Linked DNA regions of Mus musculus: regions 1, 2, 3, 4, 5 and 6 are each linked to region 7. A link is a contact called in public Hi-C, HiCAR-type, HiChIP or PLAC-seq and promoter capture Hi-C data. All regions are on one chromosome and are shown on one strand. The core of a region is the stretch at or near the end of the contact, and the rest is flanking DNA. Distances in the headings are between cores, read along the strand shown.

What was found. Promoter capture Hi-C pulls out the DNA fragments that hold promoters and counts their contacts. Hi-C and Micro-C count contacts between places; a contact is called where the count stands out from the background. HiCAR-type assays count read pairs that join an accessible place to other places. HiChIP or PLAC-seq counts read pairs in DNA pulled down with a chosen protein or histone mark.
Region 1: a contact with region 7 is called in a HiCAR-type map of astrocytes, with 3 times the contacts expected there. The contact joins the promoter of Coq5 here to the promoter of Mmab in region 7. A contact is called at or near these places in 2 of 39 promoter capture datasets (liver and pre-B cells), 1 of 484 Hi-C or Micro-C datasets (CD4 T cells) and 2 of 115 datasets of contacts at active chromatin or transcription factors (astrocytes and extraembryonic endoderm stem cells).
Region 2: a contact with region 7 is called in a Hi-C map of liver, with 2.9 times the contacts expected there. The contact joins the promoter of Srsf9 here to the promoter of Mmab in region 7. A contact is called at or near these places in 1 of 39 promoter capture datasets (pre-B cells), 1 of 484 Hi-C or Micro-C datasets (liver) and 1 of 115 datasets of contacts at active chromatin or transcription factors (bone marrow-derived macrophages).
Region 3: a contact with region 7 is called in a FOXA1 HiChIP or PLAC-seq map of pancreatic cancer cells. The contact joins the promoter of Pop5 here to the promoter of Mmab in region 7. A contact is called at or near these places in 2 of 115 datasets of contacts at active chromatin or transcription factors (large pre-B cells and pancreatic cancer cells) and 1 of 9 other capture datasets (liver).
Region 4: a FOXA1 HiChIP or PLAC-seq map of pancreatic cancer cells shows a contact between it and region 7. The contact joins the promoter of Cox6a1 here to the promoter of Mmab in region 7. A contact is called at or near these places in 1 of 39 promoter capture datasets (pre-B cells) and 4 of 115 datasets of contacts at active chromatin or transcription factors (large pre-B cells, memory CD8 T cells, pancreatic cancer cells and 1 more).
Region 5: a contact with region 7 is called in a promoter capture Hi-C map of liver, with 2.7 times the contacts expected there. The contact joins the promoter of Dynll1 here to the promoter of Mmab in region 7. A contact is called at or near these places in 3 of 39 promoter capture datasets (liver and pre-B cells), 3 of 115 datasets of contacts at active chromatin or transcription factors (bone marrow-derived macrophages, memory CD8 T cells and pancreatic cancer cells) and 2 of 9 other capture datasets (adipose tissue and liver).
Region 6: a promoter capture Hi-C map of pre-B cells shows a contact between it and region 7, with 4 times the contacts expected there. The contact joins the promoter of Cabp1 here to the promoter of Mmab in region 7. A contact is called at or near these places in 4 of 39 promoter capture datasets (the 3T3-L1 cell line, hippocampal neurons, liver and 1 more).

Annotation. Positions count from the first base shown.
Region 1 is chr5:115,277,810-115,281,090 of GRCm38.p6, forward strand. Coq5 (coenzyme Q5 methyltransferase) reads left to right here and starts at 1,893. Exons shown (of 7, transcript NM_026504.2): 1 at 1,893-2,105. The coding sequence starts at 1,904.
Region 2 is chr5:115,325,628-115,328,713 of GRCm38.p6, forward strand. Srsf9 (serine and arginine-rich splicing factor 9) reads left to right here and starts at 1,550. Exons shown (of 4, transcript NM_025573.3): 1 at 1,550-1,872. The coding sequence starts at 1,682.
Region 3 is chr5:115,234,571-115,238,040 of GRCm38.p6, forward strand. Pop5 (processing of precursor 5, ribonuclease P/MRP family (S. cerevisiae)) reads left to right here and starts at 1,281. Exons shown (of 6, transcript NM_026398.4): 1 at 1,281-1,314; 2 at 3,254-3,470.
Region 4 is chr5:115,347,519-115,350,590 of GRCm38.p6, forward strand. Cox6a1 (cytochrome c oxidase subunit 6A1) reads right to left here and starts at 1,440. Exons shown (of 3, transcript NM_007748.5): 1 at 1,321-1,440; 2 at 1,047-1,189. The coding sequence starts at 1,429.
Region 5 is chr5:115,299,737-115,303,131 of GRCm38.p6, forward strand. Dynll1 (dynein light chain LC8-type 1) reads right to left here and starts at 1,254. Exons shown (of 3, transcript NM_019682.4): 1 at 1,096-1,254; 2 at 777-914. The coding sequence starts at 908. It overlaps Gm13830 (predicted gene 13830), which reads left to right and starts at 1,384. Exons shown (of 2, transcript NR_131932.1): 1 at 1,384-1,497.
Region 6 is chr5:115,192,893-115,196,116 of GRCm38.p6, forward strand. It overlaps Cabp1 (calcium binding protein 1), which reads right to left and starts at 1,489. Exons shown (of 6, transcript NM_001310712.1): 1 at 762-1,489. The coding sequence starts at 1,355. Gm35515 (a long non-coding RNA gene) reads left to right here and starts at 1,446. Exons shown (of 3, transcript XR_387599.4): 1 at 1,446-1,998.
Region 7 is chr5:114,442,337-114,445,596 of GRCm38.p6, forward strand. It overlaps Mmab (methylmalonic aciduria (cobalamin deficiency) cblB type homolog (human)), which reads right to left and starts at 1,691. Exons shown (of 9, transcript NM_029956.4): 1 at 1,540-1,691; 2 at 425-486. The coding sequence starts at 1,655. Mvk (mevalonate kinase) reads left to right here and starts at 1,933. Exons shown (of 11, transcript NM_023556.3): 1 at 1,933-2,027; 2 at 3,052-3,143. The coding sequence starts at 3,066.

The sequences.
Region 1 (3,281 bases), core at 643-3,142, 840 kb after region 7:
TGAATGGAGAAGACACTCTTCATTTAAAATTTCTTTCTTAGGATCCTTGGCATCTTCTCCTTGTGAAATATTTACAGAAAATATACATTTAAAAGGGATTTAAAACAGAAACATTCAAGCAGAATTCAGCAATCTCTATACTTGCCTTTGGACAAGATGTTCTGTAATATGTTATCTTGACCATAAAAAAAAATCAATTTTTTTTGTTTTGTTTTTTTGAGACAGGGTTTTTCTGTGTAGCCCGAGCTGTCCTGGAACTCACTCCATAGAACAGGCTGGCCTCAAACTCAGAAATCTGCCTACCTCTGCCTCCCAAGTGCTGGGATTAAAGGCATGCGCCACCACTGCCTGGCTTCAGTTTAAAAAAATTTTTAAAGGCCCTGTGTAGTGATACAGGCCTTTAATCCCACCTACCAGGAAGATCAAAAGTTCAAAGCCTGTATCTAGGTGACAAAGTGAGTTCAAGGCCTTGCCAACTTAGTGAAATGCTATCTCAACATAAAAGATAAGAGCTGGCAAGGTGGCTCAGTAGATCACAGTGCTTTAGTTGTAAGCCTGAGGATGTGAGTTCAATTCCCAGGGCCATGGAGAACTGACCCCTGAAAGTCATCTCCTGACCTCCACACATGGATCTTGGCATGTGCACGCCTACGTGTGAGAACACGCGTGCATGCACACACACACATCAAAAAGACACAATTTATTTAATTATTATTTATTTATTTTAAAATTAAATATACTACCAGTTGGTGGTGGCACACACCTTTGATCCCAGCAGTTGGGAGGCAGAGGCAGGCAGATTTCTGAGTTCCAGGTCAGCCTGGCCTACAGAGCAAGTTCCAGGACAGCCAAGGCTACACAGAGAAACCCTGTCTCATAAAACAAACAAACCAAAATTAAATACATTTAAAAGGCACTCGGGTAGAGTTTAGTGTCACAGCACTGTTCAAGTGTGCACTAGAACCTGCACACCATTCCAGATGCCACTAAAACGATGTGGGAGGAGTTCAGGCTTGTGCTGTCTGACTTAACCAGGCATGTTATGAGTTCAAGTACACTCTGGACTAGGTAAACTAGTTCCAGCTTTAAAAAATATATATATTCACATGAGGCACACACAGGGGGGTTGACTCATCAGTTATAATGCTTGTCACCAGCACCCAAATCCTTATGCTCATTCACCTAAAACTACAGTTTTAAGATATCTGACATCTCTGGGTTCCACAGGCAGCTGCACTCACGTTCACATACATCCACAGACACACAAGTGTATATACTTTACTTTAGATGTATGTTTGTATGTGTACATATATGTATACACACACATATGTATACACACACATATACATACATACACATATATGTATGTGTGTATATACATATACATATATACACATATATGTATGTGTGTATATACATATACATATATACACATATATGTGTATACATATATATATATTTTTTTTTCAAATCATGTAATTTTGATCTTTAACTTACAACATGCCTCAATTTCACCCAGTTCCTGCACCAGAAAACAAAAGTTGCAGGGCATGAGGGAGCACACTCCAGCACTTGGGTGGATTTCTGCGAGTTCCGGGCCAGCCTGGTCTATTCAGTTGTCTTTTCCATAGTAGTCTTTAGTCCTAGCTAACAGGATGGAAATATGGCCGCTGAAATATAATTAGGGCCTCTGTCTGAATTCTGCTTATTCCTGCTAAACTCTAGATTCAGTCAGGGAACACAGGAAAGGCTTTCAGGTTTCCAAATCCTAAACCAGGAGGACTCCTTAAAAAAACAGGCGTTTGGGGGTGCGTTCCACTAATGTGTCTCCTGTCGGCCGCCGTCACCCGGCTGGTGACGCAACCCGACGTTCTCCCCGCCCCGCGGTCGCCGGGGTGTCACGATGGCGGCGCCCAGGTGCTGCGTTCTATGGCGCGTCTGCGGCCGCGGGTGGTGGCGAGCCACGGGACACTGCAGGCTCCCCGGGTGTCATAGATCCTGGCCATGGGCCACGCTGGGAACGCGGTCCTTGTCCCAGGAGAAGCGAGCCGCGGAAACGCACTTCGGGTTTGAGACCGTGTCGGAAGGGGAGAAAGGAAGCAAAGGTGACAGAGGGCGCGAGGGTGGATGGAGGGACCTGTCGGGCTCCTGTTCGGGTTCCTTTTCTCACTGAGGGTTGATTGGATGCCCTGTCGGCCCCGGAGCTGTGTTCCTTACTGTCCTGACTTCCCAGACCCAGCTTCCCTTTCGGGGACTCATTTGCTGTCACTGCCACTGCAGCCATTTGAGACGCTGCCCCCGGCGACGCGCCCCCTTTTGTCAGGGTCTCTCTGTGTCACCTTGACTGCCCTGGAGCTGTCCAGGATGGCCTCGAACTCACAGAGATGCACCTGCCTGTGCCTCTGCCTCTGGAGCGCTGCCATTAAAGGCTGTGCGCCACCAAACCCGGCTTTTCCCTCTTTGAAGCACAGCATGACCCTTTACGCTCGTCAACTGCGAGATTGTCCTATACGTATGCCAGGTGCCGTGTACAGATTTTCCCCCCACCCATTTCTCACTTCAGTTTCCCACTAGTGACTGTTGTTACTACTTTTCTGAGGGAATATAGGGTTAAGGTTAAGCTTGCACTATTTAAAATGGTAGCCAGGAGCTGGGACTGTGGCACAATTGGTCGAGTGCTGCTGGCCTGTCACTTCCTGCGGCTCAGTTTCATCCCCAGCACCTCATAATTTGTGTGGTGGTGTAAACTGTGTTCCCAGCACTTGGCAGGTGTGTGGGGGAAGGTTACAAGTACAAGGTAATTCTCTTACTGTACTGTGAATTTGAAGCCAGCCTCAGACAGAGAGATACTGCCTCCACAAAGATAAGTATAAACTTGTAAGTTAGAAGAGTAACTACTTGTCTAACACAGAATTTACATCCTTATTTTCTTACTAAAGAAAGACACTAAAAAAAGAAAAAAAAAAAAAAAAAAAAAGCCGAGCACTTGGGAGGCAGAGGCAGGCGGATTTCTGAGTTTGAAGCCAGCCTGGTCTACAAAGTGAGTTCCAGGACAGCCAGAGCTACACGAGAAACCCTGTCTCAAAAAACCAAAACCAAACCAAAAAAAAAAAAAAAAAGACGCTATCCCCTCCTTTTAAAAACACACGCTCACACATAGTTCAGGGCCATCCTTGCCTACATAGAGAGTTCCAGGACAATCAGAGTTACACTATGAAACCCTGTCTCCAAGAAAAATAAAACATCAGAACTGTCTGACACATACAGTGCCATGCATTCAG
Region 2 (3,086 bases), core at 300-2,799, 880 kb after region 7:
AATTCACAGAGATCCACCTGCCTTTTTTTTTTTCTCTAACTACACAGAATACAAGGATAAACATAAAGATATGTAATTTGAGGCTTTTGGGTTTTTTGTTTCTAAAGATTTATTGTATGTTCATTGGTGTTTTTGCCTGTATGTCTGTCTGTGTGAGGGTGGCAATCTCCTGGAACTGGAGTTACAGACAGCTGTGAGCTGCCATGTAGGTACTGGGTATTGAACTCAGGTCCTTTGGAAGAGCAGTCAAGGCTCTTAATCACTGGCACCATCTCTCCAGCCCCTGGACATATTGTTTTATGGTGTAGCCTTAGGCTGGGATCCAAAAATCTTACAGAGAACAAATGAAACAACAACCGAGCTGCCTAGGGTTACAGCTCTCTATCATCTTGCTATCTTTGCCTTATATCCCTCCAGGCATCTAGGTTTGAATAGTTTTTCAGGGTAGGATCTCAGTAAGTTGTTGTCAAGGCTAGCCTAGAATTTTAAAGTCTCTCACCTTAGCCTCAGGAGAGTGAGATTTACTGGCATGCATTCCCACTCACTGTTTTGTTTGGTGAGGTTGTTCTATAGTTTAGAATGCACAAATAGGCAAACTCTACAGTGATGCTTGTGGTGATATGAAATAATACATGCGTATCCTCCACAGATTCTCTTTTCTCTCTCTTTCTTGGAGACAGGGTAGCTGTGAAGTTTCAAACCCGGGATGATCCGCTGAGGTGCCTATATAAGATACCAAAGCAGACCTGGTCTCCAGCTTCTGGCATCCTCCAGTCCTTATCTGTTACAGGGTTTGGCTGACATACCCCGCCCTCCAGGCCAGGGGCTAGGCTGCCCTTCCCCTAGAGGCTCTTCCCTATATAATCCAGACATCTTGACTACCTTCCTCTTTTTACACCTTTTGACCTTCTGACTGCAGGATCTGTTTCCCCTCTCCTTCCCGCCTCTCCTCACAGGGCCCAGTTCTGCCTGGTCTCGTCCCCTTCTGGACTCTCCTAGATGGCCTCCCTCTGAGTATAGTATGCTCTCCCACATACCTACAATAAACCTTCTTCTCCACTATACCTTTTATTTCTCTATGTAAACCAGGCTGGCCTTGAACTCATGGAGATAGTTGCTCCTGCCTCTGTCCGGGTTCGGAGTGTTGGAACGAAAGGTTTGCGCATCCACTCTCCATTCTCCAGAAACTCGGACAACCAAGCTTTGGCGACCATCTCAGGCTTACACCTCGGGTCTAAGGGACGACTACAGACCTGAGACCGAGGGCCAGGATAGCCCAGCGCTGGGCAGTCTGAGGGCTTCTGTGGGGTCCGCGTCCTTCTCCTCAGAAGGACAGCCCCAAGCTTAGTGACCTACCAGCTTAGGAGGCGCTCGGGTCCCACCTCCGGGAACCTTCCGCTCGCATCTCTAGGGAGAGACCCCGCCCTCTGCGCAAGCGCACCTCGCGGCGGCGGCTACCCCTTTAAGATCGCTTTAAAAATCCTCCGACCGCCGCCCCCTCCCGCCCCCGCTTCCTCACGGCTTCCGCGCCGCGTTCCCACAATGCAGTGCGGCTGAGCGCCTCGGGAGCCCGCGGGGGAGGCTGCGGCGGGGGGCCCCGGGCTGAGGAGGCGGCGTCGGCGGCGGAGGCGGCTGCGACGGGACGTGGGCTGCGGCGGGCCCGCGGCGTCGGCCGGTGCGGATGTCGTCGGGCTGGGCGGACGAGCGCGGCGGCGAGGGCGACGGGCGCATCTACGTGGGCAACCTTCCGTCCGACGTGCGCGAGAAGGACCTCGAGGACTTGTTCTACAAGTACGGCCGCATCCGCGAGATCGAGCTCAAGAACCGGCACGGCCTCGTGCCCTTCGCCTTCGTGCGCTTCGAGGACCCGCGGTGAGGATTCCGCCGGCGGCTCGCCCCATCTCCGCCGGGCCCGGCCTCCCCTCCCCTCCCCCAGCGCCTTCCCCTCCCCCTCCCCGCCGTGCTGACCCCTCGCGGCGCCCCCCCCCCACCCCCGGCTGGAGGCGGCTTTGCCTGGTGTCACTTCCTTCAATCGGAAGGCTCCAGCCCGCCCGACTTGCCCCCGAGGAGGGTAAAAACCAGCGCGCTCTGCCCAGCCCTCGAGTTTGGGAAAAGCACCCTAACGGGAAGCACCCCGAAATGAGGGAAGCGCGGGGCTCGGGTCCCCCGAACCGACCCTGCAGAGGACTCGGCCGAAGGCGACAGTCGCCCATCCCGCCCCCTCCTCCCGAGTCCGGGTTCGGGTCTGTGGGTGGGGGTGGCCCTCGCCGTTACCGGGGAACAGACGGCGTTGGCGGGGACCACAGGTTGCCTTGGGCGGCTGAAAAGCGGGGTGTCTGGAGCCAGCCCTCACTTGGGCGCCCCACCGAGCCTAGTTCTAGTAAAGGGGGATCAGATTAAACAGCGGGAGAGAGAGACGGGTGGGGGGTTAGCATCTCTGATTTCATTCCCCTCTAATGAGGGAAGTTAATTCCCCGCCAGAAGCCAGAAGTTAATTGTAGCAGGGATGTGGAAAAGCTAGGCTCCCCCAAAACCCGCGCCGAAGGATCTTTGATTTTTTTTTTAATTATTATTTTTATTTTTTTTGTGTGTGTGTGCAAATGTCGTGAGCCCTGGGTCAGGAAGAGGCCGGAAAGTATGCTTTAGTTTAGAGATCTCTGCGCCGTTGGCGGTCGTCCCCTTGGGAGGGTCAGTAAGGACCTGTTCCCTGTCTTCTCAGCCTCGTTGGGAGGAGAGCTTCATCTCTGCCTGCCGACCCGGTGTCTCGCCGGCCTGGGTTGGAGATTACGGATTCACAGTAGAAGTACTCCGGACTTCGATGGTTGAAGACTAACCCAGCTTATCCCCTAAGTGTCTTGCAGTTTGCCTCAAAAAATAGACTGAAGCTTTTTTTTTTTTTTTTAAATACAAATGAACGTGAGAAAAATTATGGCCCTAATGAACAGTGCCATTGTGTCTTTAATAGTCAAGTTCTGTGTCAAGTGCCACGCCTCGTGTAGTTAGCGTTTTTCAATAGCCCATGAAGCAGAGGATGCTGACCGTATTTCACACAAAATGCGGATTGTTTAATGCAAGAGGTTAGTAAA
Region 3 (3,470 bases), core at 31-2,530, 790 kb after region 7:
AGTGTCCTGGGCCAGCATCCTGTGTGGCTGCAGCATCTAGACTCTTTAAAAGAGACTCCCGCGATGCCAATGTGCCTGAGAAAGCATCAGGGCTGGGGGTGTATCTTGGCAGCAGAACCCTTGCCTAAGCACCCACAACATATTCCCCAGGACCTCAAAATAAAAGCACCCTAAAACTGGGCCTAGTAGTTCATGCCTTTCATCCCAGCCCCCCAGGAGGCAGAGATGGGTGGACCTTCCATGAGTTTTAAGGATAACAGGATCTACATAATGCCACACACACCTCCTGCCTCCTGCCGCTCCCATGTAATTAAATTTATTTAGGAGGAGGCACGTGTACACATACGGAGGTCGGAGAACACCTTTCTAGGGCTTCCTATGCCAGTCCCTGAGATCCAACTCAGATCTTGATCAGGGCTTGACCGCAAGCTCCCTTCCCCATCGTCTCACCTGACCCCTGATTGATCATTTTAGCAACTATCCCAACCTCTTCTTAGACAGTTATCTAAACTTTTAGTCTGATAACGGTTTCGTTAGTTGTTTCAAAGTAGGTTTTTGGAAGGCGTAGCCGGAGCTAACCTTTTGGGCCAGCAACGTAGCAGTGGGGGCCGACAAACCCAAAGTGTGGGGGGGGACCCCCAAACGCCCACTCACCCTGATCCGGCCCACGCACACCTGACCATCTGACCTGGGCTAGGCCCAGTCTTTCCATAACCACGGTAATAAATAGTAAGCGAAACCACCCCAGGATACAGGATGAGGGCGGTGGGTGATGAATGGGCTCGACGACGCACAGGTTTGGGCTCAGCGGGGATTAGGCTCCATCCCCGCGTGAGTCATGCCTGCGTAGGTCCGCCTCTCTAAGCCTCAGCCCCTTCCTCCGCCTGACGCCGGCCCACGACTCCCGCCCCCGCGCGGCGGGGACCCGGGTGATTGCAAACAGCCGCCGGCCTCATTAGGAGACGTGTAATTAGCGGCTGGCGGAGCCGAGGGCGGGGGCTAATTACCACCGGGAGAGGCTGCGACGACACGTCGCCGCCGCCGGCCCACCGGGAGGCGTCTGGCCCGCACTTCCCGGCTGGCCCGGATCAGGGTGCTTCCTCTGGGTGACAGCCGCTCGCCGTTGTTTGTTTATTAGGCACCCGCCCTCCCGTGCCGGTGCAATCCCACCTACACCTCCATCCTAATAATTCTTAATAATCGGAACTAGAAGGGGAAGCTCTGCTTTGGAGACGCGGTGTGGTCCCTGACAGCACCGGGCCGGAGGACGAAGACCGGGGATCCGAACCCACGCCTGTGGCTACGTTACAGCAGGTGGGCAGTGAGCATCGGAGTGGATCCGAGCAGGGAGTTTGGAGACCAATGCTTTCAAGGTTAAATTCTGGGCCTGGGCCCGGACCGCATCTATAAAATGGTCTCAGGGTTAGGATAAAGGCACTGGTGCTATTTTTAGAGAGTGGGGAGTGTGGCGAGCTACACAGTGGGCCTCTGGCACCCCCTACCGGCCGCTGGCTGTGGACGATGATTGCCTCTTGATTGCAATAGTGAATGGCAGTCTGCGAAGGGACATCTGTGGTCCCCTAAAGCTGTGGCTAAGAGAAGACTGAAAACTGATTTCGGATCTTGTAAATAGTCAGCTGTGAAATATAAGTCTTGCTTTACGTTACCACACCTGGCCAGGCGAGGCCATGACAGCTGTACACATAACGGAGGTCCTGAGAACCAACTTCCCAAAGTCGTCCTCTGATCGCCACCTCCGGCCGTGGCAAATACGCACCTCCACATTTCTACAACAAATAAATAAATCTAATTTTCAAAAATGACCCTGCTACAAAGCCAGGCACCAAGAAACCCAGGATAACAAGAAAATCTGTAGACAATGTGTATTAAGGCAATGCTGACCGACTTAGTGGTGCACTTAAAACATGCAATACCGAGCACGTGAGGAATGTCTGTAGCAGCACCGGCGACAGGAAAATAGAGTCAAGCAGCGGACTTACAGGCATGTTGCATGCTTAAAACATATATGTCCAGGCCAAGGCCTGGCAAAACCTATCTCTCCAGAAATGGGGATGATGGCTCCTTCCCACTAAAGGTTTTGGCAAGGGCCTGGGAATTTGGGGAGCACTGAACCTTATCTACATCTTAATAGGGTGGCAGTCACACAAATCCACCTCACTGAGTCACACCATTAAGAATATGCACTTAGGGCTGGTGAGATGGCTCAGTAGGTAGGAGCACCTGACTGCTCTTCTGAAGGTCCGGAGTTCAAATCCCAGCAACCACATGGTGGCTCACAACCATCCGTAATGAGATCTGACTCCATCTTCTGGATTGTCTGAAGACAGCTACACTTACATATAATAATAAATAAATCTTTAAAAAAATATGGACTTAGGGGCTGGAGTGAAGGCTCTTCTGAAGGTCCTGGGTTCAAATCCCACGTGGTGGCTCACAACCATCTGTAATGAGATCTGATGTTCTCTTCTGGTGTGTCTGAAGAAAGCTATAGTGTACTTAGATATAATAATAAATTTTAAAAAAGAATATGCACTTAACATGCAAGATAAATGAAGTGTAGCACACCCCTGTAGTCCTAGTCCTTAGGAGGCTGAGGCAGGATTGCTTTGGGCTCCAAGCTAGCCTTAGGTAGATAGAGTGGGACCCTGTTTTTTTTTTTTTTTTTTTTTTTTGTTTGTTTGTTTTTTAAATGCTGGGCAGTGGTGGCGCAGGCCTTTAATCCCAGCACTCGGGAGGCAGAAGCAGGCGGATTTCTGAGTTCAAGGCCAGCCTGGTCTACAGAGTGAGTTCCAGGACAGCCCGGGCTACAGAAAGAAACGCTGTATCAAAAACCCAACAACAACAATAATAATTTATCATTTATTAATCACACAAAGGTATTCAAGGGAATGGGCTAGAAAAACGCATTAAAAACCTTAACCCTCTGTTCTTCATTTTAAAACATAATCCTCTATTCTTAACAGAAAACAGAGGGCTGGGTGTGGTGGGACGCGTTGGTAATGCCAGCGCTTCGTAGGAAAAGGCAGGGGATCAGAAGTTCGGGGTCGTCTTGGCTACACAGTCAGTCTGGGGTTAGCTTGAGGAAAAAAAGAAACCAGGAAGAGAGGGAGGGAGGATACTATATTGTTTTTGGAAACCACTTGAAAAGAACTCCCCTCCACAAAACTGTCGAAATCCCCTCAAAGAATTCGCGTATTTGGCTGTATGGGAAAACCTGTGCTCTGACTTTTAGGTCCCAGATCGTGCGACACTCTCGGACTTTAAGTGCAGGGCTGACCTTAAACGTTCACTTGGGGGACTCTGAGCGCACAGAACTTGTGTGGAAAATCCCCAGCGCCGGCCGGAGGCGAACGCATGCGCTCTTACGCCCGCCGCGGGAGGCGGAGCGTGGAGATTGACAGGGCACGCTGCCTGTCCGAGCCTAGTGCCGCCTTCCTCCCGCATCCGGC
Region 4 (3,072 bases), core at 190-2,689, 900 kb after region 7:
AGCCCTCTCTCCTGTCCCTTCCCCTCCATGTTTGAAAAGCATTGCTCTTGGTCAATAGCTCACAACCATTTTTGGCTTTCTGTGGTAACCCCATTTAGCCCAAGCTAATCTCCATTTCATAACGTGGCAGAGAATAACCAGCAACTACTACTGATAGAAACTTCCTGATAGCTACTACTGAGAAAACGCTTGTTTTCTGACCCCAAGTGCCAGGGGCGGGATATGGGAGCATTATCTAGAGGCCTTAGGAGGGGGGTGCTACTGCCACCTAGTGGGCAGAGCCCCAAGGCAAGGCTGCTGTCAAACACCTTTTCTTTTTCTGAGAAAGTCTCCCCCCTGGCTGTCCTGGAGCTCACTTTGTAGACCAGACTGGCCTTGAACAAGACATTGGCTCTCTTTGGCCTCTCAAGTGCTGAGGCTGTACGGGAACGGCATGGAGCCTTCTGGGTTGTAAAATTGAAGTCTAGAATAAGTTTCTGCAAGGCCAGTCTTAGGTGAATTAGGTGATACAGTGGAAGACGGGCTTGTTAAAATACATCATGAGACATTATAACTGTCTTTTTTTTTTTTTTTTTTTTTTTTTTGGTTTTTCGAGACAGGGTTTCTACACGAACAGCCAAGGCAAAGAACTGATAAAACGACAGGCACTGTGAGAACCAACGGGCAGTCTGTGCTTAAGCCTACGCCAATCGCCCGGATCCCGGATCACCTTCAGGATTTGCGGCTATAAAGGGACACCCCAAACCTCCAAACTTTCCCGCAGGAAGCTAATAAAGTGCACCATTGGACAAAAGGTGACAAGTTGGAGGAGCTGAAAGCCCGCAGGCATTTACTGGGTGGCCTTTTAAGAAAACCGAGCCACGACCTACAAACTGGCTTCCCTTCCGTCAAACGAAGAGTAAATAAAATATTCTATCTGCACGGACGGACAGGCAGCCAAGATCCTAAAACTCCCCCAAGGGCTGGGCCAGGGGAGTGGACAACCCCGCAATAACGGATGCCTGGAGGACGGACGGACAGACGGACAGTAAAGGCGCAGCGCCTACCTTGGTCCTGATGCGCAGGTGAGGGTAGGCAACGAACGGGGGTCTCTCGTGCTCTTCGTGCCGCGACTTGAGGAACACGTTGAGCATGCTCACTCCCACCCCGGGCAGCGCCACGAAGTAGGTGAGGGCCTTCCACATCCGAGCTGCGGCGGGGGCCACAACGTCAGCCTCGGCCGCTCCCTCCCGCCAAGGTCACCGCCCCGGGCTCCGGCCCCGCCACGCCGCCGCACGCCACCCGCCGAGACCCCACGCCCATCCGAGAGCCCCCGGGTACCTGAACCCTCCTCGCCGTGGGCGCCACTCGACATGGGCCGCCTCAACCCGGGGAGGGCCCGGCCCAGCGGCCGAGAGACCCGAGACGCTGACAGCACCGCCGACGCCATCATGGAACTACACCGGCGCGCCGGAAGCGGAAATGGGGACGGGCGAAGGGGGCGGGACAAAGACGCCGAACGACGTTCCTATTGGGCAACGCCTTCTCAGACCTGGCTAGGAACTCCAGCGCCTGCGCACTTTATCCGTCCCTGGGGCGGCTGGAGCGAGAGCGCGCATGCGCCCCGTTCCTGTGCCCCATCTCCCTGCTTGTCAGCGCCTAGGTGAGGATGTCCGCGGAACTGAACTTTTGCGAGCTTTTCTGGTTTTAATCGCTCCCTTCTTTGGAGTCCCTGGACAGGATCTGAAGTGCGGAGAACAAGTCACGTTAGCGGAGGCGCCATTCTCTTTCCTCGCTCGCTGCCTTCTAATTCCGCGATTTCCCAGGCCCTCGACAGCCCTGTCCTTGTCGTTATCATTGTCCCTATCGCTCTTAAAGACCGTTGTTATTCTCTTCCGTTGTGCCCTACATAGACTGTAAAGTCCGCAGTGCTTAGATTTTTGCCAGCGCTGCATCCCGAGAGTTACCCGAAATCTTTCATGGCAAGTAGCAGGTGCTTTATGCAATTTAATGAATGAATGTATGAAACCGTGTATTAATGAGTCAAGGAACAGACCCAGGAACCAGTAAGGACCCTGCAATTGCCAGCAAATCTGGACTTTGTTTAGCTCCATATCCTCAGCGTTTGTTCAATGTTCCTGCTCCCGCTTTGAATACTACACACATCTGTTAAATTTTGTCTGTAGAACTTTACAAATATCTCCTTTTTCCCTTTTTATTTATTTATTTGTTTATTTATTTATTTATTTATTTTGGTCTAAAAGCCTCGCATCTTTAATGCTAGTATCTGCGAGGAAGACGCAGATGGAACTGACCCCAGGCCAGCCTCCTCTACAGAGTTCTAGGCTATCCAGAGGCTGCATAGTGAGACCCTGTCTCCATAAAAACAAAAACAACAAAACACGCTGTACTGGTTAGTTTTGTGTCAACTTGACACAGCTGGAGTTATCACAGAGAAAGGACCTTCAGTTGAGGAAATGCCTCCATGAGATCCATCTGTAAGGCATCTCAATTAGTGATCAAGGGGGAAAGGCCCCTTGTGGGTGGGACCATCTCTGGGCTGGTAGTCTTGGGTTCTATAAGAGAGCAGGCTGAGCAAGCCAGAGGAGGCAAGCCAGTAAAGAACATCCCTCCATGGCCTCTGCATCAGCTCCTGCTTTCTGACCTGCTTGAGTTCCAGTCCTGACTTCCTTTGGTGATGAACAGCAGGGTGGAAGTGTAAGCTGAATAAACCCTTTCCTCCCCAACTTGCTTCTTGGTCATCATGTTTGTGCAGGAATAGAAACCCTGACTAAGACACACGCCAAGTGAGGTGGCTCATAAGAGTGAGATGGGGTAGGAAGATTGCTGTGAGTTAGAGACTAGCCTGGGCTGTAGAATGAGACCCTGTCTCCGCTCACACACCCCTAAGTTTAAAATGTTTGTGTATATGGTACTGTTTTGAGAGACGGAGGTAGGGAATCTCTAGTTAGAGGCCAGCCTGGACCACGTCTATAGTCTGAGATTAGCCTTGCCTATATTGTAAGAGCCTATCTCAAAATAACAAAAGGAGGAAGAGGCAGCAGCAGACTCATGCATTTTAAAACATCCTTA
Region 5 (3,395 bases), core at 4-2,503, 860 kb after region 7:
TACAATCCAGACGCACATACTGCTGCATTTGTCAAAAAAAGATATTCAAGCCGGGCGTGGTCTCGCACGCCTTTAGTCCCAGCACTTGGGAGGCAGAGGCAGGCGGATTTCTGAGTTCGAGGCCAGCCTGGTCTACAAAGTGAGTTCCAGGACAGCCAGGGCTACACAGAGAAACCAAAAAAAAAAAAAAAGTATTCATTTTTGTTCCATGTGAGTCTTTCATCCTCCCGTTCTCCACTGGAACCCTCCCACGGCTTCGGCTTCCAGTTTCCTTCCAGCAAACATAGCTTGAGAAGTTGGCAGTCTTGCGCCAGCTTTCTACAAAACTGCCATTTACCAAGCCTCCACCCAAGCCCCCCAAACCACCACTGCCACCCACTTTCCCTGAACTGTCGACTAACTCCCGACTAGAAGGCTGGCAAGATCTCCTCCTAGCCCGGCTGGAAACACCCACGCAGGCAGGCGCAACCCCCCCCCCTCCCGGAACACCCAGATGGATCCTCGGCGCAGGAATTCTACAGCAGGGGGAACTGCTCGCAACTCCCTGATCTTGGAAACCGTTGCTAGGTGGCGCTTTCCCCCAAGGAGCTGGGGGTTTAAAAAAAAAAAAAAAACTTCTGGCGTTGAGGGTCTGGTCTTCCCCAGAGGAACGCGAAACCCTTGCGTCCTTTCTAGAACTATCCATCCCGAGCCGCCCTGAGTGCTACAGGGAAACTGCCAGGCGCCCAGAGGACGCAGAATCGGGGAGTAGGAACTACGCGGCGCCGGGTCCTCACCTTCTTGATATGGGCCGCAATATCCTTCTCGATGTTGTACTTCTCCAACGCCTGGGTAGCGCACTCCACCGAGTCCTGTTGCATCTCTTCCGACATGTCTGCATTTTTGATCACCGCCTTCCGGTCGCACATGGTTACCTGTGTGGTGACGAAGCGCAGGGAAGAGGGAGAGGGGTCGGGTGCGGGCCGCGCTCGCTGCCCTCCCGACCGGCGCCCCCCTTGAGGACGACGCCCCCACCCGCTTCCGAGGGGCAGCTCCCGAGGTCCGCACCGCAGGCCCGAGGTAGGGGGGACGGGGAGGACCCGAGCCCGGTCTCACCGTGGAGCAGAGGCCAGCCGGCTGCTGCGAGCTCCTAGGGAAGGTGCGGGCGCCGCTCAAGCAGCAGAAGACAGCCGGTCGCTACCGAAGCCGTGGCGCATCTAAGCTGCCCCACGCCAGCCGCCGCCGCCTAATCCCTAGGCCCCGCCCTGCGCCCGCGGCCCCGCCCCCGGCCCGCGTCGCTATTGGCCATCCGCTACCGCCAGCCTCTCCCGATTGGCTAGCGGATTCAATGGTTCCCTCAGGATCTTTCCCCCGCGTTTTGTTGCAGACCACAATGCACCGCGCACAGCGTCGGTTGCCCGGGCGATGCGCGGCACGCGTGCGGAGGCCCACACACCCTGAAGGCGGAGCCCCGGGTCGAGTGGCTGGCTCCCGGACCACCCAGCAGTCTGGAAGGAGGTGAGGGCGGGCATTTTCCTCTCGGGGGCCCCACTGAGGTTAGCGCAGGGTGTGTTCTGGAATCGCAGGTTCTAGAAGGCTGGGAGCTGCCGCCCCAGGTGCCGCCCATTTCCACCATCTCCCCCCACCCACCCGGGGTCCGCACGATTTATGGCCTTTGACAGGTGGCCTCGAGCTTAGCAAGGGTGAGCCATCGATGCAGTTGCACTCAGGGTCTCGTAGGGCTTGGTTCGAAGCTCTGCTGTCACATTCCTGAAGTTTGTAAGTAAGTGCGTGTGTCTGAGGAGGCCCTGGGCTTGAGAGGCAAGTTCTACGTTCTGCCACTGAACCCTGTTTTCTTTCTTTTTCGTTTTTTCTGCCCGTGTCCTCCCCACCCTACCTTAGCATCGTCTCCCTAAGTAGCCCCAGGATGATCTAAAGTTCGCATTTCTTCTTGGCGCCTCCCCCATGCGCCATCACACCGGGTTAAATTCCGAATTTTATAACATGACACTACATGCTTATTTCGTACTGTAGCCCCTGTGTAGCTGGTACTGCCCTAGGAGACCGTATACATACTGATAGCCTAATGATTGAAGGAGAAATTCGGGAAAGGGATCGCGTATCCAGGAGGTAGAGCCTGTCTGCCAGGCAGTGGGGACCTCAAGATCTGGAATGTGGGTGGATGCCCAGTGTGTACAGGTGAGGCTGCTTCCTCGGATAGAATGTCCATTTGGGCAAAGTTTCTTGGCTGAGGATTTATTTATACAAAGGAAGACGTATCTTAAGAAAGTGATCCTAAGATGTGTCTCCTCTGGCATTTATGACTAATCGTACCCACATAATAAATAAATAAATAAAAATAACAAAATACTGGGCTACCCCTCAGTCAGTAGAGCATTTGCTTGGTATGAGTGAGGCCAGAGGCTGCATATTTGATCCCCAGGAGGCTCCAGGAGGGAGTCAGAACACTGGAAGACAGGAACAGAAGGATCAGAAATTCAAGTCCAGCTTTGGATAGATGGCGCCAAGGCTAGCCTGGGCTACATGAGATCCTGTGTAAACTGCCCTCCCCCCCAAAAAAATAAATGAAATAAAACGAGTCAGCAGCAGTGAGTGGGTGCTTGACCTCTGCTCAGCACCGTACCACTCACAACAGCTGTGTCTGAGAGGATCTTCTTTTTCTTGCTCTCTTTAAAAAAAAAAAAAAAAAAAAAAAAAGCTGGGCGTGGTGGCACACGCCTTTAATCCCAGCACTTGGGAGGCAGAGGCAGACGGATTTCTGAGTTCGAGGCCAGCCTGGTCTACAAAGTGAGTTCCAGGACAGCCAGGGCTACACAGAGAAGCCCTGTCTTGAAAAACCAAAAAAAAAAAAAAAAAAAAAAAAAAAGTTTGTGGGTGTTTGGTTGTATGTCCCTGTGCCACATCTATGCCTGGTACTCAGGGAGGACAGGAAAGGGCATTGGGTGGTCTGGCTCTGGGATTTCAGAGAGTTGTAAACTGCCATATGGGTGATGGGAATTGAACCTGGATCCTCAGAAGAACATCTGTAACTGCTGAGCTCTCTTTCCAGCCCCAAGGGGACCCTCTGTTTTTACATTCTCGGCGAAGCTGTGCAGCTGGGGGTTACCTTGAATCCCTGATCTCCTTGCTCCCACATTTCAAGGACTGGAATTTAAGGCACAGGCCACCAAACCTAGTTTTTAAGGGGTTCAAGAACTGAGCCAGGGCCTTGTGAGTCTAGGCAAACGTTCTACCAGCAGAGCCATTTCCCCAACCCTGTCTAATCAGGTATCAGCTGTAGTGGCTCCTTCCCCTGAATTCCTTTTTGCCTCTCACCACCATGCTGTTATGTCCTAGAATACTTAGATCCCCTCCATGAAGTTTGCCTTGTGCTTTCCCCAGAGGGATTAGCTCCT
Region 6 (3,224 bases), core at 239-2,738, 750 kb after region 7:
CCACAATGTAGCCTTGAGCTGTTTGTAAATGCCCCGCTGACTGGAATCCTTGCGGGCAAAGGCGTGCGAGGGACAAAAATGAGTCACCAATGACCTCTTAGTGGCCTTCCTAACCCTAAAAGGCACACCAACCCAGGCTTGGATTTTCTGGGTCTTATCCCACAATTGCCTAACTGCCATTCAGATAGCATCCCTGGAATACCATCTTCCTTGAAAACACTCTCAAGTTCTAGATGGAGCCGTAGCTCTGGACAGACCCTTCATGCCTGTCCAGACATCTCTTCTCCTCCCCATTTTTCCAATCCCCTAACTTTCCCAGACCTTTGAGGACACTCTAAGTCACGGCTAGTATAAATCATCCACAAGCAACTCGCTGTACTCCCAGGCCCTCCCCCTTTGCCGCTCAGACTCCAAGCCCTTCGCTCCTCTGGGTCGCCAGAGGCCAGAGAGAGGAGAAGGTTGGCGCCGCCTGCTCCAAGCGCTGCTCACGACCCTGGAAAATCTCCCGGAGGATTGCGGAGGTCGCTCTTGCAGGTGCGAGGCAGGCTCAGCTGAGCGGCGCCCAGGAAGAGGCCCGAAGTGTGGACAGCGCACAGGGTGCTGAATCAGACACGGGGGTGGCGGAGCGCCAGGGCCGCGGGAGGACAGGATGAGCCAAGGTGCACCCCGACTGGGCAGAGCGAGCAGAACCGGGGACGCGCCGCCGCCGTAGGGTCCCGAGCGCCGGTGCCCGGAGCGCGGGCGAGGGGCGCGGCCCTTACCTGGCCGAAGGCGGAGCTGAGCATGGGGCGCAGCCGGTGGAGGAACGGGTCCGCCTCGGGGGTGCCAGCAGGAGCCGGGTCCCCGCGACCCCGCGATCGCAGGGAGCCCCGTAGACCGAGCGCTGGCGCCAGCCCCCGTTCCTCCCCATCGCGCCCGCGGGCCGGCGGTAGCGTCTCCCGGGGCCTGCAGTGCGCCTGGGGCAGCCCACGCCGGCTCCCGCGCGCGCCCTCGTCCCGCGGCACGGGCCGGCACAGGGGCCTCCGCGAGCTGGGGTCCCCGCACGGTGGAGGCGAGCCGGGGCAGGGACCGGGCAGCCGGCGGCCACGCAGCCCGGGGTCCCGCGCAGAGCTGTGGCGGGGAGCCCGGCTGCCCCCGCTCGCCGCCGCCGCCTTGAGCAGCGACGTCTTGGACTCGCTCTTGGCAATGTGCGAGCTCATCGCGGCGGGGCCCGCGCTCGCATGGCCCGGCGGGGGTGGTGCGGGGCCCCCGGAGGGCAGAGAGCGGGGCGCCCGGCGGGAGCCAAGCCCGAGGACGCGCTGCAGGCGGGCGCCGTCCCCTGGCCGCTTAAATGCGGCCCCGTCGCCGCCGCCCATGTGACAGCGCAGCCTCTGCGCCTGGAGCCTCGAGCTCCCGGCGGCCGGCGCTGCAGATCTGGGGGGGCAGCTGGTTGTCCCCCGAGAGCCCACCCCCGGCTCTCCCGCGGCCCAGGTGCCGCCGCGCCCCGCCCCTCGCCCCGCCCAGCGCTCGGGGAGTCCCGCTTCCGGGCGCCTCTGGTGGCCAAGGGGGCGCTGCGGCACTGAATGTGAGCACGAGGGAAGGGGCTGGCTAACCTCCCCCAAGGAGACTGGCGGAGCCCCTTATCACGCCCAGAGGATCCCTCCATGCCCAGGATCGGCCGGTCGCCCCCCCCTCACCCCAAAGTCAAGCAAGGGTGCACTTTCCAGAGAGAACAACTTTGGCAATAGGACCAAAGGGGTGCAGGACGCTAGAGACTCAGCTAGGATGCAGGCACTCTGTGACACCATCCAGACAAACGCAGGAGCCAGATGACCTGGAAGGATAAAGCTAGGAGTGTATCCATGCCTCGTCCATCCACCTTCCATAGAGTACACCGGACTAGGATTGCCCCGAGCAAGTCAGCCACGGAATTTACAGTTGACACAACAGAAGAGGAGCCAGGTGGCATCTGGCTGCAGCTACCTGTCCCGGAAGTGCCTGGTGGTGGTCAAGTTCCAGGTAGGACACGTTGGCTATGCTTGTTTCTCCATCGAACCACCTCCTGCCCTTCTAGTTGTTAGAGAGAGGACTCCTGCCCTTGGTAAGCATCCAGGAAGTCACACTGTGCTGGTTTCAATCTCAAATCCCAGCTCTGCAGCTTGCCATCTGGGAAGCTTGGGCAAGTGTCATCAGCCTCCCTGAGCCGGTTTCCCCTCTTCAGTGAAATGCAAATGATTCTTCCCAAACTGATTTCGTGGCGACACAAGATTTCCTGGTGCTCAAGAAAGACTCCAGCAGGAGGGAGCTGGCACAGGGCACACACTCATTTAGCAGCTTCTCTCCAGTCTGCACCTCCTGAGGCCCCCTTGTACCAAGGTGCTTAGTAGTAGGGACGTTAAGATTTGGAGGCGAGGGCCTCCCTGTTCTCTGCCCATCCTCTGTCCCTTACAACCTGCTCACTGCTTAGCCTCATTAGGATAGATGGGCAGACTCCCAATATCACGGGGCTTCGAGGAGGACCCTCTTTTTTGCATGGTGTATTTCTACCTATGCATGTGCAAAAAAAGAAAGATCTGGACGTGGTGGCATGGGCCTGCAATTCCAGCATGTGGTAGGTGGAGGAACCAGAATTGCTATAAACTTGAGGCTTCAGAGTAAGACTCTGTTTAACTATTCTAACTCGTGTGTGTGTGTGTGTGTGTGTGTGTGTGTGTGTGTGTTTTGGGGGGGGGATCTGGGTGTGGTGGCACATGTCTGAAATCCCTTGGGAGAAGCAAACAGGAGGGTTAGAATAACGAGTTCCAGGCCAGGCTGGGCTACATGAGACCCTGTCATATAAATAAATAAAGCTGGGCAGTAACGGTGCACACCTTTAATCCCAGCACTTGGGAGGCAGAGACAGGCGGATTTCTGAGTTCCAGGACAGCCAGAGCTATACAGAGAAATTCTGTCTCAAAAAACCAAACCCAAAATAAAAGAGTGTTTGCTTTGGGCTGAAGAGATAGCTCAGCCATTAAGAGCACTGACTGCTCTTCTGAAGGTCCTGAGTTCAAATCCCAGCAACCACATGATGGCTCACAACGATCCATAACAAGATCAGATGCCCTCTCTCTTCTGGTGTGTCTGAAAACAGCTACAGTGTACTCATAATAGATAGATAGATAGATAGATAGATAGATAGATAGATAGATAGATGTAACAGGCAAGGTGTCACATGTCTTTAATTCCAGTGCTCAGAAGACAGA
Region 7 (3,260 bases), core at 441-2,940:
ATTTATTTATTATATGTGAGTACACTGTAGCTGTCCTCAGACACCCCAGAAGAGGGCGTCAGATTTCATTACGGATGGTTGTGAGCCACCATGTGGTTCTGACCTTCAGAAGAGCAGTCAGCGCTCTTAACCACTGAGCCATCTCACCAGCCCCGCTTTTTGCTTTTAGATTTATTTATTTTATGTATATGAGTACACTGGTGCTCTCTTCAGACACACCAGAAGAGGGCATCAGAGTCCATTACAGATGGTTGTGAGCCACCACGTGATTGCTGGAAATTGAACTCAGGACCTCTAGAAGAGCAGTCTGAGCCATTGTAGCAGCGCTACAACTTGTTTTGAACACTTGAACAGTGCACCTTTCTTGTGGCTTCACACTTATGATGTATATTCAGACCCGTCACATGGCTACAGCGTGGCCTACCTTTGTCTCCCGTCTTGGTGTAAATCTTGGGGATCTTGGCTGCCGTCGAGGACGGCTGCAGCCTGATGAGAAACAGACACAAAGGCGTGGTAAGTGGGAACGGCTGCGCCTCGGGGAGTGACGCCCAGCTTTCAGTCTGCAACCTCAGGGGCAGCACTTCTCTGCCTCTGGGATGGCAATCTCCCGTCAGCCATTTCCCCGCTGCCCCTTCCTGACAGCTTCCTGTCCCTGTCTCTACCTGTACAGCAGCTGCTGTAGCATACTGCTCAATAAAGATTCTTGGCAAATACTGGCAGGAAGGACTAACTGGTCACTCCATGTAGCCCTAGCTCCACAGTGGGCTAAAGCCGCTAGCTCCTGGAACTGCCCTTCAGCTTCTCCCACACTCCCAAAGTTAGCCATACGCTTCTCCGTTGAGGAAACTGGAGCCCACAAAGATTCAACTTCCTAGATCTCCAGGAAGAGACTGGGCTGGGATTCATGCCCAAAACCCTTCTACTGTAAGCCTGACCTGGTCCATTACCCTCCCCAAACTCTTGTCTCTTCTAACCCCAACACAGAAGTTAGCACTTCTGGGGGAAAGAAAACTAGGCCACTTGCACTTTTCTAAGATTTTTCAGTGTCAAGGAAAAAAAAAAATACACTGTCAAAATGGAATTTCAAAAATGCTATTTTAACTTAATTTTTTTTTTTTTGAGGACTGCGAATGAACCCCGACTCTGCCATTTTCAACTAGCAGTGCATAACTTAAAATTAAAATGTGAATTCACAAAATTATTTCAAAGTCAGAGGACTGGACAGGGAACGCTGATCATGAGGTCATGGTAGTCTGCAAGTCCCTATGCAAGTTTCTAAGTGTTACCATGTCTTCCTGGTGTCTTAATCCTAATCCAAACAAACTGCTTGGGGAGGCCGGACAAAACCCACAAGAGCATGCCCCTGCCCTGACTGACCACAGCTAGACTCCGTTAGAACTTGGGGAGGAAATCCTGGCCTCTGACGCCATGACGAGCCCAGTGACGTCAGGCCACATAGAGCACGTCATCGGTGTGATGTACCCACGGAAACAACCGTTCCTCCTCCGTGTTGAGTTACTCTCCAGGCCTGAAACTCACCTGTCCCCGTCTTCCCCGCCCTGAGGGCCACGGCTCTGGAAACGGGGACACAGCAGTCTGCAGGCGCTGAGACGCCCGCGCAGGCCGAGGCGACCCCCAAAGAGCCACACAGCCATGCGCACGGTAACGCATCCAAGACTGACCCGGCTAGGCACCCGTCCAGGCCCGGGGATGACTCCGCCCCGCAGCCGGCCGCGCCACCTCTCAATCGCTGTTTCCTATTGGCCTGGGGCACTCGCACCAGGGCGGGGCACTCCCCAGCTCTTGATTCCCATTGGATTACTTGTAGAAAGAGGCGAGGCAATTTCGGCTTGCTTGAAGTTCCCATTGGTTAATGTTTGACCCAATCTGTAAAGGAGCCCTTAGCTCCAGCTCTCTGATTGGCCTCAGGAAGACACACCCGCCTCCTTGGAACTCTCCCATCTGATATGGAGAAGACCGGGAGCTGCGGCCCGGGTTTCAGCTCACTTGGGCGCTGGCCGGGGCAGGTGAGAAGCCTGGGCTGCGGGATGGGCGGCGTGAGGACCGGGTCCCGGACACCCCGGGCCGGGCGCCGCGGTTCTCTGCCTTCGTGTCCTCGATCTGAGCGCTCGGCGACCTCAGATCGGACAGTTTCCCCTAGACTAGGGTCCCGTAGACTGGGCTACTTAGTGTGCAGTGGGGTGGCCAGTGAAGCCTTGAACCCGGGTGATTTTTGCATTATTTATAACAACGTAAAAATGCATGCACCCATAAATCCAGCAAAACCACTCTGTGACATGACTCTTGCCTTGCAGAAGTTCTTGTTTGAACGTGCAACACAGGGCGTTAACAGGTGAGTCCCGGCAGCCGCGTTTGTGATTGTGACAGGTTGGTTGTGGTCTTGAGGTCCGGGAAGGATTCTTTCTCCTGCAAGATTTTATCTAAACCTCGCGTTCCCACACGCATCAAACACATGGCCGTCCTCAGAGTAGGCAAGCAGTCCATGCCTGAGCTCATGTCAGTTTCTACTGGCAACAGCAGTGGTAATAAACTCTGGAGCTGAGAACCTGTCAGTGCCGAGTAGCTCAGTATAGTCAAGAGGCCACTTTGCCAGACAGACAGGCCTTGCTGCTGGTAGTCCTTTGAGTCAGCCTCCAGTATTGCCTCTATTATCTGATATATGGGAAACAGATTCATGGCATAAGACATTCTGGGGACGGAAGAGCTGTGGTCTGAACCCAGATTTTTTTTTTCCCATTGTCCACCTGACTGGCTCACTGCACTGTCATCCTGGAACATAGCTCTGGATGGTAGTTCTGGATGGAGTTTCTCTACATGCTCCTGGCTGTCCTGGAATTCACTCTGTAGACCAGGCTTGCCTCGTACACCCAGAGATCCACCTGCCTCTGCCTCCACAGTGCTGGGATGAAAGATGTTCACCTCCAAGCCCAGCCTTCCTGGTGTTTGTAACTAACATCTAGGGAACTTTGTTTCTCTCTCTCTCTCTCTCTCTCTCTCTCTCTCTCTCTCTCTCTCTCTCTTTCCTTGCAGAAGTCTCAGAAGCCATGTTGTCAGAAGCCCTGCTGGTGTCCGCCCCGGGGAAGGTCATCCTCCATGGAGAACACGCTGTGGTCCATGGCAAGGTAAAAAGTCCCCAGGGAGCTGGGCAGTGGTGGCGCATGCCTTTAATCCCAGTTCTGAATTTGAGACCAGCCTGGTCTACAGAGTGAGTTCCAGAACAGCCAGGGCTACACAGAGAA